Regions from separate parts of the Ovis canadensis genome. Here region 1 is linked to region 2. A link is a contact called in public Hi-C data. All regions are on one chromosome and are shown on one strand. Each heading gives the region's core, a stretch centred on a gene start, on an enhancer-like site or on the middle of the called end of the contact. The rest is flanking DNA. Distances are from core to core; before and after follow the strand shown.

Region 1 (2,700 bases), core at 65-2,564, 76 kb after region 2:
GAAGCACCAGATTTTGAAGTGAAATTAGATGCCACAATAAAGGCTCACTGTGGCCAACTTCTAGAGCTCTTGGGGGTCCGTCAAGAGCTGCTTTCAGAGTCTTTCTTCCTTTTTTTAATATTTATTTATTTGTTTGGCGGCACCGGTCTTTGCTGTGGCACACAGGATCTTTCTGGTTGTGGCATGTGAACTCTTAGTTGGGGCTTGTGGGATCTAGTTCCCTGACCAGGGATGGAACCGCGGGCCCCCTGCTTTGGGAGCACGGAGTCTTAGCCACTGGACCACCAGGGAAGTCCCTCCCTTCAGAATCTTAATAGATTTTTGTTCCTGCTCTCAACCTCCTTCAACTAAATTTGCTTTGTCCACGGTATTAGAATTCAAAATAAATAAAACGCTTCTTCAATTTCACTTTACCTTATCAAGTACAAGTATTCCTGTGGGATTTCCTGCTACCCGGAAGAGGTGTTGATGCTCAATATCTCAGACACTTGGTGGATTCACCATGTCCAGCCTGAGAGGCTGGCTGAGGAGCCTGCTTCCTCCTGGCCTTCCTTCTCCAGCTCCCCACATTTTTAGTGCTGTTTCAAATTCTACCCAGCCGACTTGCAAAACTCACTTCTGGAATATAGCCCATTTGCAAGAATTTTTGTTTGTGTTTTTCAGCTCATAATCAGACTATAGAGAAAGCAACGTTGGCATCTACAGATCTCTCATGGGTTATGCATCATGAGTTTTATGCAACAAAGAACGACACTGCTGAGACCTCATACTTACCTCTCCAGCCCTAATTCACTCTCTTTCAAAACCCTTCTTTTGCTTTTAGTAATGAAGGGGAAGGAGTAATGAATGAAACAGAATTGGCCAACACCTCACCACAAAAAAAAACCCCTCAAAGTACTGCTGAGGACAGCAGTCATGAGTCCATAAATCATTTATCCTGTCCCCCTATTTCCCCTCCCCGAGAGAGCACTGTACTTAGAGTGGAAAGTGAGGAGCACCATGGTTCCCAGTCTTTCTGGCGTTGTGAGTGCCTCACGTTGTTTGATTTTGTGCGGTTAACTTTTCCAGAGGTGATGTCATCTTTGGGACAGGATTGTATAATTTCGGAGTTTGATGGAACCTCAAAGATCATGTTGCTTCGTTTCCCACCTTATGGGGTCCTCCCTTCCAAAAATTTCCTAAAAGTTGGCCAGTTAGCCTTGGCCTAATTCTTAGAAAGTTCTTCTGTATGTTCAGCTGACATTTAAACCCATGGGAATTTCCACCATCAATCCCGAGTCAGCCATTTATAGCAACCTATGACTCAGTTTTTTTCACTCTTCCCTAAGAACGCCTTTCAGCTACTGGAGGCCGGCCCTCAGCCTCCTGAGTCTTTCTTGGCTGAGCTGTCTCTTGGGCATTTTGGGCTTTTTTCTTGATGATTTGGGAAGTTTTTAGCCCTACATCTTTGAGTTATCAAATTTCCCCTCATGTTGTCATTTTTCTTCAGGCTTTGTTTATAGTGGTGTTTACCATGCAGATTTTTGGGGGGTTTGCTTTGGTGTTTTGTTTGTTTGGTTGGTTTTTTCTTTTCTGGCCATGCCACACAGCATGTAGGATCTTAGTAACTCCACCAGGGATCAAACCTGTACCCCCTGCACTGGAAGTGCTAAGTCTTAACCACTGGCCTGCCAGGGAAGTCCTGATCTTTTTTTTCTTACAGTAATAAAATGTATCAACATTTTAAAAACAGCCTCTGGATTTTATATCCTTTGGATTTTGTTCCCGCTTAGAAAGACCTCACTCACTTTGAGGTTATCTTAAAAGTATTTTCTGCATACTTTCTTCTTGTACTTTAATGGATTTGTTTTTAATGTTTAAATCTTTGATTCCTTCTGGAGTTTATTTTGATATAAAATGTGAGGTGGAGTTTCAAATTTATTTGTTTTTCAGTGAGGTACCCAGTTACTCTAACACCGTTTATTAAATGATTCATTTTCTCCCACTGATTTGAAATGCCTTGTGTTAAATTTGTGATATACCCTTGGACTTATTCCCAGGATTTTTCATATGTTTTGCTGCCAAGCAAGCCATCACCCTTCTTATACCCTTGTTATTAAAATTTTTAGCTGAAATGTAAAACTTTTAATATACTTATTATAGTTCATTGTTCAGCCTGTCATCTGGCCCATCAGGATGGCCTGGTTCTTGCTTCTTGCACCAGCAGCTTCTTGCTTTGTGCCATCTGCAGGTTAATAAGCACCTCTTTTCTGTCGTTATCCAGGTCATCGATTAAAAGAGTGACAGAAATACTGACCAGTGTAGGGCTGTCCTTTGAACATCGGTGGAAGGCCACTGTTAATTCTTTCCTGTAGCAGAGATGCAACATGATATGTTAGAAAGACCGTGGAATTTTAGTATTTTTGCAATACTTTATTTGGACATCCCTTATTTTCATTGTTTCTCAAACTTTAATGTGCATAGGAATGACCTGAGAATCTGGTTGATGTATAGATTCTGACTCACTAGCTCTGGAGTTGGACCAAGATTCTGTACTTCTAGTAAGGCTCCAGTCCATGCTGGTGCTGCTGGTCCATAGACTCACTCTGTACAGGATGGAGACCAGGGTAAGTCCAACGAGAAGCTCTGGCTGCAATATTTAAGGAGGCATTTGCTCTCAGGTTTGCTCAGGTGCCAGTCTTGCTCTTTACCCCATGGACC
Region 2 (2,700 bases), core at 90-2,589:
AATTTCCTGCCAGGGTTAGGTTGCAAGCAACCTTCCTGGCCCAGTCCTTTGTCTATCCCTGGACCTGACCTCCCATTCTTTTTTCCCTCCTCCCAGGTACTGCTCTGTTGGGGGTGATTCGTGAAATAGAGCTTGCTAGAGAGAAGATCTGAGGGATGTGGGTGTGGAGGGAGGGGAGAGGGAATAGAGACCATTTTGAGTTGCCCCGCTCTCTCATCCAACACACATACATGCACACTGGCTGCGACCTGGCTGTCTGTGAGACAGCAGCACTGGAATGGGAACGGGATCTCAGAGCTGGAGGCAGAGGTGGGAAGATGAACTGAACTGACTGATCAGGACAGGGAGAAGCAGAAGGGGGCAAGCAAGGGCCACCTGCCCATCCCTCCCTCAGGGGCACAGGCCGCTGGTGGGGTAGGAGAGCACCAGACAGGGTCTGCTGCGCCAGTAAGCTGGTGGGGATGAGGGAAGAAAAGGTCCTGAGTTTATTTTCTTTCTTTTTCGGCCTCGCGGTGCGGCTTGTGGGATCTTAGTTACCTGACTGCGGATGGAACCCGGGTTTCCCCAGGGAAAGCACTGAGTTCGACCCACTGGACCACCAGGGAATTCCCCTGCGTTTATTTTCAAGACTAAAAAAGGATCCAAATCTTGTCGCTTAAGACTGCTTTTTTTTTTTTCCCCCCCTTTCAGTAATAATTCATTGAGCACTTCTAACGCCAGGTACTGTGAGACCGTAAAAACTCATGTCTTGGGAGTTGTAAGTGCAGAAAAGGGCAAGAAAGATTTCAAAACAAATGGTAGAGGTTTGGCCGCTCCAGAGCAGGAAAGGCGGGAGACAGTTTAACGTAGATGACATTTGAGCCGGCCAGGAAGGTGGAAAAAGGGGCTTTAGTGTGGCCCTTCCTCCAGGTCGGCAGCTGGATCTCAGCCCGGAGGGCCGGCTTCGTTCCCGTCTCCGATCTCCTTTCAGCCCATTCATCCATGCCTGGGCCGGGGATGGGCGGGCAGACAATCAGACACTGTTTTATCACAGGCATCGGCGGCAAACTCCCGCTTGGCGCCCACAGCGCGCGACCGCCGGGGGAACGAGTCCCTGGAGAACGTGAGCGTCCAGGCCTCTCAAGTCCAACCAGGGAGTAGCGCCGCAAGGCGGGAGGTCTGCGCTGAGGCCAGTGAGATGCAGAAAGCACGCCCTTCGGGCAGGACCTGCTTTCCCCACAGCCCCGCCCCGGCTCTGGCCTCCAGAGTTCCCCGCGTCGCGGCCGGCCGCGATCCTCCCGGATTTGAATCCGCAGAGATCGTGACCTGTGCACTACAACTCCCAGAAGGCTTCGCGACCAGGCGGCCTAAGGAGCATTGGAGAACGGTAGGGGATAGGCCCTGATGGGAACTGCCTGGCAACCTTCGAGCGGACGTGGCGTATCGCCCTACCGGAAGTTCCGGGAAGTGGGTCCGGAGGCTGGTCCGAGCTTCCGGGTTGGTCGCGCGCCTTCCTGCGGCTAAGATGGCGGCCGAGCATCCGGAGCCTCCTAAGGGAGAGTTGCAGCTGCCGCCGCCGCCGCCTCCTGGACACTATGGTGCCTGGGCTGCCCAGGAGCTTCAGGCCAAATTAGCAGAGATCGGAGCTCCCATCCAGGGTGAGGAGCATGGGAAGTCAAGGGCAGGAAAGTGCAGGCCTGCGGGGAAGCGGAGCTGGTTACCCCGGAGACCCGGGGGCGGGGGTTAGAGGCTGGCCGCGGTGGCCTGACTTGGGCAGGCTGGCCTGCTCGACCTGACCTACCCCGTTGATCCTGTGCTTTGCTTAGCAGGGAGTCGCGAGGAGCTTGTGGAGCGATTGCAGGCTTACACTCGCCAAGTAAGTGTTGGTGGCGGGACATGAGGATAGGCCGAGCGTTTGCAGGAGGCATTAATGACCCGTTACAACTCGGTCTTCGTTGTTTACGAATCTCGGTACAGCAAGTGGGGTCTTGGCTGCTTCGTATCTGCTGTGTTATAATTGCTTTTGTATATATCGTTTCTTCCCAGAGCCCATTCCGAGCTCTGGCAGATAGTCACTGGGTAAATTTTGTTGAATAGACGAGAGCTAACGCTGTTTCATGCACCAGCTCCTTTTAGACTGCCCTAGATTCTTTTCACTTTCACAGACTGGCATCGTCCTGAATCGTCCCGTTCTGAGAGGTGAAGATGGGGACAAAGCTGCTCCTCCTCCTATGTCAGCACAGGTAAGAAGACTGTCTCACTTGATAAGATTCTTTTCTACTCAGAGTAGCTCCTCCTCTGAGCGTACAGGGGGATACACCTAGCCCACTGGGCAGGGAGGTACACTGATGAAAGAACTGGGAACTCTTCAGTTCTTCCTTCGTCCAGATTCTTACTTCCTTTCTCAGTGTCAGTTCCTCCAAATTTCATGTGTCATTTAAGATTCAGCTTAAATATCTGGAAACCTGATATAATCCTTCCCCAGCTGGAAGTAATCACTCTCTTCTCTGCCCTCCCTGTGCAGAGTTCCCATGTTATTCAATGAGAAATTAGGGCTTACTCTCTGATTTAATTTCATACCATTTATATTTAATCAGTCATTGGGGCACACTGGGTCTTATTTATTTAAATACTCTCAATTTCCATGTCTTTTCTGATCCAGGATTTGATAGTTTTTCTGTAGAGCAGTGGCCCTGACTTGGGGTCCAGGGACTTCTATGT

What was found. Hi-C and Micro-C count contacts between places; a contact is called where the count stands out from the background.
Region 1: a contact with region 2 is called in a Hi-C map of fibroblasts, with 2.9 times the contacts expected there. The contact joins the enhancer-like site here to the promoter of SF3B2 in region 2. A contact is called at or near these places in 2 of 2 Hi-C or Micro-C datasets (fibroblasts and lung).

Annotation. Positions count from the first base shown.
Region 1 is chr21:60,469,922-60,472,621 of ARS-UI_OviCan_v2, forward strand. All of the region lies in intron 1 of PACS1 (phosphofurin acidic cluster sorting protein 1), which reads left to right. LOC138427075 (a long non-coding RNA gene) reads right to left here. Exons shown (of 4, transcript XR_011251884.1): 2 at 2,134-2,348. Among named protein-coding and RNA genes, the nearest start is that of PACS1, 61 kb to the left of the region's middle. Within about 2 kb of position 1,315, the one cell type or tissue checked has open chromatin away from gene starts, as enhancers often do. A contact at or near this core is called in fibroblasts, where this site is marked.
Region 2 is chr21:60,393,717-60,396,416 of ARS-UI_OviCan_v2, forward strand. It overlaps SF3B2 (splicing factor 3b subunit 2), which reads left to right and starts at 1,340. Exons shown (of 22, transcript XM_069566312.1): 1 at 1,340-1,637; 2 at 1,809-1,855; 3 at 2,145-2,222. The coding sequence starts at 1,505.